3 separate regions of the Zea mays genome follow, and all the other regions are linked to region 1. The links are chromatin contacts, called in public Hi-C maps. All regions are on one chromosome and are shown on one strand. Each heading gives the region's core, a stretch centred on a gene start, on an enhancer-like site or on the middle of the called end of the contact. The rest is flanking DNA. Distances are from core to core; before and after follow the strand shown.

The links. A called contact is a pair of places that touch in the nucleus more often than the background predicts.
Region 2: a contact with region 1 is called in a Hi-C map of leaf, with 5 times the contacts expected there. The contact joins the promoter of LOC103641592 here to the promoter of LOC100192762 in region 1. A contact is called at or near these places in 4 of 25 Hi-C or Micro-C datasets (bundle sheath, ear, leaf and 1 more).
Region 3: a Hi-C map of bundle sheath shows a contact between it and region 1, with 2.9 times the contacts expected there. The contact joins the promoter of LOC100382401 here to the promoter of LOC100192762 in region 1. A contact is called at or near these places in 7 of 25 Hi-C or Micro-C datasets (bundle sheath, ear, endosperm and 3 more).

The regions. Positions count from the first base shown.
Region 1 is chr10:113,821,994-113,826,372 of Zm-B73-REFERENCE-NAM-5.0, forward strand. It overlaps LOC100192762 (Protein MEI2-like 1), which reads left to right and starts at 2,113. Exons shown (of 15, transcript NM_001362654.1): 1 at 2,113-2,571; 2 at 3,187-3,313; 3 at 3,529-3,574; 4 at 4,069-4,374. The coding sequence starts at 3,215.
Region 2 is chr10:113,647,134-113,651,512 of Zm-B73-REFERENCE-NAM-5.0, forward strand. It overlaps LOC103641592 (chaperone protein ClpC1, chloroplastic), which reads right to left and starts at 1,827. Exons shown (of 10, transcript XM_008664931.4): 1 at 1,401-1,827; 2 at 96-701. The coding sequence starts at 657.
Region 3 is chr10:113,687,587-113,691,965 of Zm-B73-REFERENCE-NAM-5.0, forward strand. LOC100382401 reads left to right here and starts at 2,624. Exons shown (of 2, transcript NM_001175146.1): 1 at 2,624-3,132; 2 at 3,746-4,379. The coding sequence starts at 2,716.

The DNA.
Region 1 (4,379 bases), core at 863-3,362:
GGCTGACTGGCTGGCTCGGTATCGGTCATCGGCTCGAGGGACGAAAAGACGGTATTGCCCCTCCGTACCCCTGTTCATTCGAACGCGCTTGGCGCGGGAACTGCAGCGGACACACACGTGACGAGTCTGCGGTTTCGCACCGGAGAAGATGCGTCTGCGAGGGAGCTGCAGGGGGACACACATCGGCAGTTTCGCACGCTCCCGGAGGCCTGCCCGGTTGCTTGTTCGTCCTGGCATACTCCTTTCCTTTTTAAATTATGAACTAGTTAGTTGTCCATTTATTACTACTGAATATATATATATATATATATATATATATATAGAGAGAGAGAGAGAGAGAGAGAGAGATATTGCTAGTATATGTTTATACAATCTATCCTCTATATATATCACAATTCATGAAACATAGATGTGTTGATGTAGGATGTGGCTAAGGGCCTGTTTGTTTACTCCAATGGATTATATAATCTGGATTATTTTTGGAGGATTATATAATCTGGATTATATAATCTGAGTAGTCCTGTTTGTTTACCCAGATTATTTGAATTGTTAATAGGATTCTTTTGTATGAGGAAGACAAGAATGCCCTCTATATTTGTACTAGGTTGAAACTCATATATATATAAAAAATAATTCAATTGACATTGGCAAATATTGCATTAGCAATATTATCATGGAAGACATTCATGTCACCTTCTTCATCCCCAAATTAACTAGTACTAGGCGCAAAAACGATTCGGTGGATTATAATGGCAATGGTGGGTAATTTCTAGGAAACTTGAAAGGGTAGTGGGGAAGTGGGAAAAAATAATCTGAAATAAGCACCTCCTCACTTGCTTATGGATTATCATAATCAAAGGGGTTAGATTATATAATCTGGGCAAATAAGCTGGACTGTTTGTTTGCCTCTTAGGATTATTTAATCTAGATTATATAATCTGGGGGGTAAACAAACAGGCCCTAAGGCTCCAGCTTTGCACCTTCGAGATCTATGTTTGAACCCCACCCACGCGTGCAACATCCTCGACGCCTATTTTTTTTTGCATGAATTTCAGACGGAGTAGCGAGAGCGCTCGAGTAGGTGCGCTTTTTACCACGATGTGGCCACTTACATATAGTAGAGATTATTCTATTTTTTTGGAATTAAAACATATTAAATTTAATTGAAAATATGCCATTCAATAAATGTATAATTAATAAAAGATCTAAAAAATATATTTAGTATAACAATAATAATATATAAATTTAGCCACAATTGACTTTACAATAAAATTTGAAATGTAATTTAAGACGTGAGGAGTCTTAGTTAGTGCATAATGCATTAGTAGCACTAGCGACAAAGTGGTACAGACTGCGTCATTTTGCGTACACGCGACTTACTGGTGCTAACAAGTAAGGATGCCTACGTACTGCATAGTTCCCCCATGCAGACTCGTTGATGTCTTTTTGATAGATAAACATCTCGACGTGTTTTCCAGATAATCCAAGGAAGACACGAGTCACGAAGTACTTATCCAAGACACGACACCATGATCAGTTTTCGTTACGGAGTTTTTTTACTCGTACTTCTTCTTGCCGGACCCGATCCGTTCGATTGGATTCACTGACCCATATGTACGGTGCAGTACCATATGACACGGCCCACGGGCCACGGCTCGTGGTCGTGGTGGCATCGCTATCCTTTCCTCTGGCTGACGCACTGACGGACCAAAACCACACGTCACCTCGTCCGCTCTCACTCAGAGGCAGAGACAGACAGACTCTTCACTGGTCACGCCCCGTCCCACCAATAATTCCGTTCCCGTCCAAAGCGCCGCTTCCCGCGACGTCCGCCACGTGGGTCCCCAGCGCCCGTACGCCATCCGCACTCACCGACGCGTGGGGCCACCGCACGTGGCCTCACCTGTCATTCAGGCGGCTCCGTTACCCGCCGCGGGGCCCTCCGCCCCCGCACGGTGAGACTACCGCCGGCGGGTCCCGCCCGGCCCGGCCCGGTATATATACGGACAAGCGCCCTGCTGTTTCGCGTTTCCGATTTCGCCAAATATTTATAATACTAGTGCTATTATAGTATTCCGTGCTTTCTTTGAAAACTGTTTTTTGCGCTTCGTAATCGTCTCTGCTTCGCTTCTCCGCTCCGCCTGTCGCCACCACCACCACCAACTCGCCGGAGAACTGTCCCGACGACTGCGCGCGCGGAGAGCTGTGGGGGCGCGGGAGAGGGAGGTAGTACTGGGAATGGAGGAGGAGTCGAGGCTTAGCGGCGCTTTCTCGCTCCATCTCTAGGGTTTGGTTGCTAGTCTGCCCCGGCTGGGGGCGTGCGCGCCGGCCTGGAGCTGGACTGGAGGTAGCAGCCAGCGTCCGGCTCCCCGTTGCAAGCATTAAGCTGCGCGGCTGGAGTGCCCCCCCCCTTTGGCCCCGCCTCCGCGTCTTTCAACTCTGGTGAAGGTGCTGCTGTTGTGGCCTGCGCCATGGAACCGTTTCCCCAGCTTGCGGCTGCGTCCACAGGTTGCGTGCACGCGTCGGGCTCCGGACTGTGACGCCGACGAGGGGATCTCAGGCGCCCAACTGGTGAGACCGCACTTTCGTCGCGCGCTCGCTCTCTCTCTCTCACTCACTCTCTCTCTCTGTGTGATTTTTGCCGTCTGGATGTTTTTAGGCTGCTCATGCGGTTTTCAATTTCGTCTTAGCCGTTACTAGCTTTTTCGGGAGCAAACGGTGCTTGACTTACGGAGAATTTCGCGTGATCTTGGTTCCATCGCGTGATCCGGGTTCAGTATTTTGATGCGCGCGGCCTGCACCATTTTTTTGGTCGGTTCCGGCTTTTATTTCGATCACAGGTTGCTTGTGTGCTTTTCGTGCTTGTCCACGCCGGCGTCCATTGGTTAATTAATTTCCCGGTCTTTTTCTGCGCTCTTTTACTACGGCCAAATGTTGCTGGAGCCCATAGTTGAATTCTGTACACTGTTTTTTTAATTAATCGGTAAAAGCGAGCGCTTCTGGCCCGGAATTCTGAACCCCGAAGCTGTAGATTTCTGCCAAGTGTTCCATGGCCCCGGTTTTGTTCGGGACCCAAATTTCCGCGCACTTCGTCAAGGTTTCTGTGTTTATGGCTTTATGCTTTGAATTTCTGATCCGTTTGAACCGAGCTCACGGGAGCGTTGAAACTTGTCTCTGTGTTTTAAGGTCCGGGGTGAGGCGCAGCGCCCGCAGGATGCCAACCGAGCAGAGGCGCTACATGCCCCCGGCCCATTTTCTTCCGGCGGAGTCGGAATCGTCCTCCTTCCCTGACGAGCTTCGCTTGCGTCCTGAGGTGAAACTACTGTTTGAATCCGTTCTTCAACTTAGAGGTTTCCTCCGCAAAGATCTATTCCCACTAGTTGAAACCTGAAATCATAGGTAATGATGGTTCGTGCCTATGTATTTTCTGGCCAAGAAGTAGCTTTTTAGTTTTGGTGTCTATGGCCTACTACTATGATGAACTAGAACTAAGGCAAATTCGTTTCATAACGCCTAATTCTTTTGTAGAGGCAAGTTGGACTTTTGAAGCAGGGTTGCTTTCCTGAGCATGCTGGTGAGTGCCTGAGCATCTAGTTCACATTGTGGTTGAATTGTACTATACATCGAAGCATCTGGATGTTCACATGAGAATGATGTTAGTAGATTTGTCATCAGACAAATTTCTATACATTACAGTTTTGTTCAAAGTTTCTGTTATATTTTTAGAAATACTAATGGTCAATGATTGTCGTGCTCTAAATGTTCAAGTGAATGAAGAACGGAGGTAGTAGCTGGGGTATTTGACATTCATGTTTCTTCAGTTTGTACAACGGATTGAAAAAGACCTGAGTATGTGTATCACATTTCGAGGAAGTTTTTAGGTAGCTGCATTTTTATGTAGAGGCCAAACACCTGATTTAGTTGGCAACTGTTTTTGTGAAGTGTCTTGGTCTTGTCAGTACTCACTGCACATTTTTTCGAATTTAGCATTGCTAGTTTTACCCCATTATACCTATTTTGGCTTTGGTGTCACTGTTTCGGCCACTGATTTGTTTTTTCTCTAAACAGGCAGATTTGCTTGTTCTCCCCTGCAAAAGCTCAAGTGTATTGGCGCAACAGTAGTGGATCAGCTAGATATTATGCAGCCACACAAGCTAATGGACCAGAAAGTGCCATTTAGCCTTGATGACAAGTTGTTGGATGTTAAGCTGCCACCATCTTCCTGGAGAGAGGATCAGGATCCAGCAAACCAACTCGATTCTTTTCCCAAGCCATTGGTTTCACCTCTAGAAGGTAGAAGGGGAAGTGTAAATGGGACCCAATATGAAAGTGGACTTTTCTCTAGCTCCCTTCCAGAATTTTTTGACAAGAAAAGTGAG
Region 2 (4,379 bases), core at 577-3,076, 180 kb before region 1:
AAAGAAAGTAGTCCGATAAAATTATAGGTGGACATTAACCAACCAAACCTAATAACACAAAATGAGCTAACTGTGTAGATAGGTGAAGATAATACCAAGCTGACGAGCTTCTTCAAGGGACAATTCCAATACACGTTTTGCTCGAGGTGTGAATGGGATTTCAACAGCCACAAACCCACTGCCACGTCCAATTATCTTTTCGACTTCCACTCGGGCATCCTTAAGATTGATTCCCATAGACTTCATAACCTTCGCTGCAATTCCTGTGCCCTCACCAATAAGCCCCAGCAAAATCTGTTCTGTCCCAACGAAGTTGTGTCCCAGGCGCCTTGCCTCTTCCTGTGCAAGCATAATCACCTTGATTGCTTTCTCAGTGAAGCGCTCAAACATGGCACGGACCACCCCTCTTGAGGCTGACCCGCGTGGCCTTGCAATCTGGCTTGCCACGATTGATCCAAAGTCACGCTTAATTACAGACCTCGTATCCAAAAAGTTTGTCTGACGCAGCCCTTGGAAGCCACCAAGAGTAAGAGTCCTTGTTGGCGTATTCCGCACCATTGTAGCATTTGTTCTGGCCCTTGCACGCACACGGAACCGACCTGAGCTGCTTCTGTAAACGGCTGGAACAATAGCAGACTGAACAAGAGCGCCCTCCATGTTGAACTAGGAAAAGGCAATCCCAGACCTGTATCTACCAAGCCCTGAAAATTTGCAGAAGGAACTAAGTAAAACTGTAAATATCACAAAATGCTATGCAGATGCGGCAAACCAAACTAATTAAAATGGAAGAAAAGAGCTTGCAACTAAATCTGAAGGTGGCAAGTCAAATGGAAGAAAAGAGTTTGCAACTAAATCTGAAGGTGGCAATTCAGATGGAAGAAAAGAGTTTGCAACTAAATCTGAAGGTGGCAAGGATTCACGGAACTATCAAATACAATAGCAACTACCATACTGAAACGATTGCAGGTCTCGAATATATTATATTTCCTCGAATCGATTATGCATCCTTTCTGTGCCGACCCAGGCGCACACGCTTTAGAATCCCACATCGAATTAACACCCAACCCCACCCACCCAGCCAGGCGCCAGCCACCGTTCAACGAAACAGAGCCAAGAGATATGGTTGCTGGTTGAGACAACAAGACGCCCTCTAAATCGTATCAGCAGAATCTCAACTCTCAAGTGGGCAACATTTAGCCTAGGCGACGCACAACAAAAGCGACCCCGCCAGAGCCATCCGCGCTACCCACTAGGAAAGCACCCGCAGATGCGCCATGCAGGGCAGCCAAGAGATGAGCCGGCGGGACCAATTCCATCCAGCAACTCCTAATCCCCAACCACGACGCGCCGACAGACACCCTTCACATATTGAGACGGGGAATTGGGAACGGGGAGATTACCACGCCTTTGTTTCGTCTCCCGCAGAGGGGTCGTGGAGCTCGCACCGGCAGAACCGTCCCGACCCTACGCCAGCGAGGCGGGCGCACCCTAGACGCGAGAAGAGGTGGCGGAGGAGACGAGAGGGAGGGGGTAGCTGCCTGCCGCGGTAGTGGGAATTGGGAATGGAGAAGTCAGAAGATAAGGAAAGGAAGCGACGAGAGCTTGTGCTTTGGTGGAGTGGGTCGTACGTCACCCCATCCCAACACGGGCTTTTTCTCTATCTCGTTTGCCCGCGTGTACAGCCCACTTAGCCCATATACGTCCCTAGTTTGTGCAGCGGAACACCTTTATATTTCAGCGGCCTGGTTTGCTGGCTGGCTAAGCGAAATTTTGCGAAAGTCATTTTAACCCCCGCAGCTATTCACGAAGTCCGAATTACTCTTTGGTACGTAAGATTTGGGTTTTAGTCGGCTGTACGCTACTCAAATTTCCTCCGAAATTAGTGTAGAATGAGTTCACTTTTTTCAATCTCCCCTAATTCTAGAGATGTTTTGAGTTTGTAAGGGCTAGTTTGGTAACCTCATCTTTCTAAGAGATTTTCATTTTCTCATAGAAATTAGTTTATTTTCCCTTGAGAAAATGGGATTCTCATGAAAAAAATAAAGTTGTCAAACTAGCCCTAAACTATCCATTACAGCCACTACCAAATATGCTTCTACATTGCACGAAATCAAATAAGTTTTATACCTTGTTTGGATGTCGATGTTGGTGCACAGAATTGGGAATTGGAATAAGCTTTTATGAATTATGTTGTTTGGTTGCACATGGAATTGAGTTTTAGAATCAGAGAGCCAATTCCATGGTATTGAACTATAACTAGAAACTCTCTCTCTCCCAATTAAGAGTGTCACCCCTCTGTATTGCGTTGAATTAGATCACCCAGTTCCAAACTCCAATACAGTGACATCCAAACAATAGAAATGGAATTGCATCTCATTTCAATACCATGGCTGATTTGTTAGTTGTTTCATCATCATCATCACTAGAGCTACTACTAGATGCATACTCGTCATCATCACTACAAGATGTATATTTAGGAGAGTGGCTTGGTATGGATTTTTACCTTTTTAACCCTCTCTTGTCATGAGGCAAGTATGCTTGAGCTTGGGTAAGAGTGATGACTTGTTGAAGGACAATGTTGCAATGCTTTTCTCTTTAGAAGAGTCTGAACTCTCATCATTTGAGTCATATTCCTTCCCAATATGAGCTTCACCGCTATGCCTCTTCTTGAATAACTTTTATTCTTGACATAGCTCTTCTTCTCTTCGTTCTTTTCTTCTTTGTCTTTCGTCTTCTCATAAGGGCAACTTGAAATAAAATGCCCATTCTTGCCACAGTTATAGTGGTTTTTCCTTGATCTTGACTTTGAATTATCATTTCTTTTGTTGCTCTTATAGTTATGGTTCTTCGTCTCTTTAAGCTTCAAATGAAGAGTGTCATATCAATACTTAAGCAATCTTCACTTGATGATTCTTCAACAACTAGCTTGCCTTTTTTTCTTCTTGGTCCCTTGAGTGCAACATCTTGATTCTTTAAAGTAGCGACACCTTTGGACAAACACTTGACATACTTGGTTTCTTCTTCCATCATCTTATGGTTGATAATCTTGCCAAGTACTTCTTTCAGTGTCATCCTCTTGTAGTAAGGACTTTCTCTTATCAAGGTAGGTAGTGTCATGTTTTTTTACTGAGAAAGTCTGTAGCATCCTCTTCACTATTTCATGTTTGATCCACATCTTGCTTCCATAGCTTCTAATCTTGTTAATGATCTTCTTCAATCTTATGTAATCTCTTGAGGTGATTCATCATCCAACATCATAGATCCTACAAGTTCACCTTTAAGAAGCCATATTCTCGCCTCCTTATAGACTTGATACCCTCGTGAGCAACTTTGAGGGTATCTCATATTTTGTTGACACTTTGGGGGACCTGGCAGTGAGCGACAAGGTGGCTCCTGCGTCTTGGTCGGTGCAACGCACCGTATCGAGGACTTACATTGTCTTCAGCGTGCACCTCCCAGTGGAGATGGGGTTCCTGGCCTCGATCTTCTTGGTGACGGTGAAAGTCGCCTAGAGGGGGGTGAATAGGCGTAATTTGAAATTCACAACTTTAAACACACACTACAAGCCGAGGTTAGCGTTAGAACTTAAATCAAGTCCGGGAGAGAGGGGAAAACAAATCAAATGGAAATAAGCAAATTAACACGGTGATTTGTTTTACCGAGGTTCGGTTCTAAAGAACCTAGTCCTCATTGAGGTGGTCACAAAGACCGGGTCTCTTTCAACCCTTCCCCTCTCTCAAATAGTCACTTAGACCGAATGAGCTTTCTCCTTAATCAAACGGGTCACTTAGACCCCGCAAGGACCATCACACACTTAGGTGTCTCTTGCTTTGATTACAAGTCACTTTGGAACAAGAATGAGGAAGGGAGAAAGCGATCCAAGCAACAAGAGCGCAAATGAACACGAACACACTCTCTCAAGTCACTAGGTGGTTGGAATGAATTTGGGACTTGGAGAGGTTTTGATCTTTTGAATTATGTCTAGGAGTGAATGCACTAACTCTTGTATTGAATGAGAACTTCAGAAAACTTGGATGCCTTGAGTTGTGGTGGTTGGGGGTATTTATAGCCCTCAACCATCAAATCGCCGTTGGGGAAGGCTGATGGCGATGGGCGCACCGGACAGTCTGGTGCACCACCGGACAGGCACTGTAGGCTGTCCGGTGCGCCGCCACGTCACCCAATCATTAGGGTTCGGGAGCAGTTGACCGTTGACGCCGTTGTCTTCTTGTGGCACCGGACAGGTCCTGTTCACTACCTGATGCGCCTCTGACTCTGCGCGCACTGTTCTTCACTGTTCATCTGTCAGCGGCTTTTGCAGTCGACCGTTACGCGAATTAGTCATTGCTCCACTGGCACACCGGACAGTCCTGTGGCGC
Region 3 (4,379 bases), core at 1,374-3,873, 130 kb before region 1:
ATTCGGTTTACCTTCAAAACCGGGTGTGACAAGCCTTCCTAAGGCTTGCAGGCTTGTCGCCAGTTTTGATCTCCCTCTTGGCGTGACCTCCCTACATCACTTCGAGTTGTTAGACTCTAATGAAGCACCGGGCTCTGATACCAATTGAAAGTCGCCTAGAGGGGGGTGAATAGGCGTAATCTGAAATTTTTACAACTTTAAACACACACTACAAGCCGAAGTTAGCGTTAGAACTTAAATCAAGTCCAGGAGAGAGGAGAAAACAAATCAAATGGAAATAAGCAAATGAACATGGTGATTTGTTTTACCGAGGTTCAGTTCCAAAGAACCTAGTCCCTGTTGAGGTGGTCACAAAGACCGAGTCTCTTTCAACCCTTTCCCTCTCTCAAACGGTCACTTAGACCGAATGAGCTTTCTCCTTAATCAAACGGGTCACTTAGATGTTTCTTGCTTTGATTACAAGTCACTTTGGAACAAGAATGAGGAAGGGAGAAAGCGATCCAAGCAACAAGAGCACAAATGAACACGAACACACACTCTCTCAAGTCACTAGGTGGTTGGAATGAATTTGGGACTTGGAGAGGTTTTGATCTTTTGAATTGTGTCTAGGAGTGAATGCACTAGCTCTTGTATTGAATGAGAACTTTAAAAAACTTGGATGCCTTGAGTTGTGGTGGTTGGGGGGTATTTATAGCCCTCTATCACCAAATGGCCGTTGGGGAAGGCTGCTGGCGATGGGCGCACCAGATAGTCTGGTGCGCCACCGGACAGGCACTGTAGGCTGTCCGGTGCACCGCCACGGCCCACGTCACCCAACCGTTAGGGTTCGGGAGCAGTTGACCGTTGGCGCCATTGTCTTCTTATGGCACCGGATAGTCCGGTGTCACACTGGACAGGTCCTGTTCACTGTCCGGTGCGCCTCTAACTCTGCGGTTCTGACTCTGCGCACATTGTTCTTCACTGTTCATTGTTAGCGGCTTTTGCAGTCGACCATTACGCGAATTAGCCGTTGTTCCGCTGGCACACCGGACAGTCCGGTGAATTATAGCGGAGCGCGCCTGCTGAAACCCGAGAGTGGCTGGTTCAACCCTGTACGGGCCTGGTGCACCGGACACTGTCCGGTGCGCCAGACCAAAGCACACTTTGGTTTCTTTTTGCTCCTTTGAATTTGATCCATAACTTGAATATTTTATTGGTTTGTGTTGAACCTTTTTGCACCTCTAGAACATATATTCTAATGCAAACTAGTTAGTCCATATATTTGTGTTGGACATTCAACCGTCAAAATTAATTGTGGGAAAAGGTTAACCCTATTTCCCTTTCAGATGGTGCTAGAGTTCTATGGGATCCAGCTCTCATGGTTCTCCCCAACTACATTCTTATCATGGTGACTTTCGTTCACTTAGTTCAAGGGGGTCCGTGCAAGTCTGACCCTCTTTGGCTAGTTCTTCATCCTTCGACAGATCAAGCAAGGGATGATCTATGGTAGCTGCTCCTTCTAAAGGTGCACTAATGCCCCATACGTACATACCTTGGACCCAGCAGGCCGCTGGACTCATAGAAGACGACATGGTTCTACCTACAGAGCGATTTCTCTCATCTCCGACTTTCTCGCCTCCTTCTACGAGACTTAAGAGGCATGCAATACCTACAGAGCGATTGCTTAGTTCTCATTTGTTTATAGAATTATCATCAATACCAAGAAGGGAGAGATTCAAAGGTCCTTGTTTTTTTTTGTGAATGGGTGCTAACTTAGGTGGATTAATATGTTTTTATGTTGAGATACATAGGATTTAGTCCACATATACACTAGAGTGAGTAACTCTAGCCGTGTAGATAGCATATTGGAAGATAAATATAAAGATAAAGATGTACCTTTGTAACACATAAACCGGATGTTGACGTGTCGTGCCACATTAGAGCAACCCAATGAAAGTTAGAGGACTTAAGTGACACAACATGTAAAATTGGGGACCCCAGGCGACTTCGAGGTGGCATGCCACGTCAGCATCCGGTTTTGTAAAACCGACTTTAAATGGGTTTGCAATGGCTGACAAAGTTCGAGGACCTGTTTGTCCGGTTTTCTAAGGCCTTATTTGTTTAAGCTTTTTTCAGGTTCTAGCCACTAGAAGCTACTGCAGACTGTCAAACGTCTAGCTTTTCAGCTCATTTCTATGAATTTAGTCAAAACCGTCCGAAATCAACGTGAACATAGAATCGATCGAGTCACTGCGATAGTAGGAAACCGTTATATCCTAAACTCTATGAATCATTTATCTTTCTCCGCAAGTAATCTCCATAATACTTAGATTCTCTCTACAACCAAATTCTTAAAAAAAGCTTCTTAGAAAAAGGTGAACTAATAAATAGGCCCGAGGTTCAGAGGTCGTAAACCTCTAGTGTACTTTATTTCTTTCTTACACTTCTAGCTGCGAACGGGCCGGACTGCGTGCGCAGCTCAGATAGCCCAACCCACTCTTCTAGTACCCACTCCATAGTAAAGCCCACAACCGAAACCGATCACAGCTGACTCCCGAATCCGTGAAATCCCCATCGCCGTCTCCGTCTTCTCCTATTGCCCTCTCCTCGCCCGCACAGCCGCACTGTTTCCCAATCCCAAACCCTCCGACCCCACCTGGAACCCAACACGCGCACCCACAGAGGGAACCGAGCCTAGCCGAACCTTCGAGAAGTTTCCGGAAAGCCGTGTCGTCGATGGCGGCCGAGGGCGGCGGCGGCCAAGAGACGTTCGAGGCGCGGGTGAAGCGCCTGTTCGGGTCCCGCCTCTTCGACGCCGTCCCGGACTCCTCCTTCCCGACGGCCTCCTGGTCCGTGGCCGCGGGCGACGTCGAGCGCCAACGCTGGGCGAAGCCGTCAGAGGCCCGCGACGCGGAGGAAGAGGCAGCGGGTGAGGCCGGCCGCGGGGACACGCCCTGCGCCTCCTCGTTCTACGACTCCAACGGTTGCCTCCGCAGCCGGAGGCGCAGGTCCAGGCAGGAGGAGTTCGAGGGGGACCTGGACGACCTAGATGAAGACGAGGAGGAGGATGGGGAGAGAGGGAGGGCGACGGAGCAGGACGAGGACGAGGGGGTTAGGGTTAACATCGGCCTCGACCCCACTCTGGATCGGGAGGTGAGCAAAGTTGTCTTCGGTCATTGATTTGGTTTGTTTTGACCACTCCATAAGCTGTTCTTTCGATATCATAATTGATGCTTGGCAGTTTGCTGGAATTAAGCTGTGAAGATTAGGATCGAATCAATTATCGACCTTCATCCTATTCCTTGACCTAGGATTTGTTGCCTCCTGACTATGGTTCTGCATGATTTGGATAAAGGATAGGCAGAGACGATCAGAGCATTTTGTTGGACATTTTTTAGTGGTCTGTGCTATAGTTCCATGTTGTGGCATTTCTGTTTCATTTGTCTTCTTGGATGTGTTCTGGTGACTGCGAGTAGGACCAATGTATTACATTTAATGGTTCACTAGGCCCTCTATCTATGGCAGTTTTTTTATTTTCCTTTTGGTTAATGATTAATTTTTTATTGTGGTAGTTAATGATGATAGTAATTGACTAATGAAATATCGTCATTTGAATGTGATATATGCTTGACCTGGAAACACCTTAAGTAACTTATCTGGACTTGTCTTGAATGTTTCTTCATGGTCGGTCACTATGAGCCATCATATCTATCACTGTTGGTTTGCTTCTAGTGGACTGTTATCTTAGAAGAGTTGTTTATTGCAGGAAGAGGAGGACAAGTATGACAGAGAGGCCTTTGGTAGAGAGGAGGCTGCTGACCGCGTGTACATGCACGATATAATGGATGACGGTATAAACATGAGCATCAACAGTATAGTCCCTGACCTCCTTGATGATTCCATTGAAGGGGTGTACCGTTTTAAGAAGGATCCTCGGGCAGATATGAGGGCAGCATCTGCAAGACTCAGAGAAGACGATGGGTCTGCTAAAGATGGTGACTCTCACTATGCCACTGAAGCGAAGGACTTCCTGAATGTGGGAATTCAGACAAAGAAAGCTGTGGAGGAAGTAAATGTAAAACCTATACTGAAGAGGAAGGAGGAGCAAGCGGATTTGAAACCAAGGAAACGTGTCCGGTTTGATGCTAATGTTAAGGATCGCGAGTCGGATATGTTTGAACGTGATGAAGATTCTCCAATGGTTCCTCAATCCATGGAAGTAGTCACAGGGAAGGAGAGCACGCCTACTTTGTCTGTGTCTCCTGGTGTCCCTGACTATGTAAGGAACCCTTCAAAGTACACCCGTTACACCCTGGATGTACCAGAGTCTAATGATGACTCGAACAGGACGGCTCTTGCTGACCTGCATGATCTGTTAGGGAGATCAGACCAAAACAGGA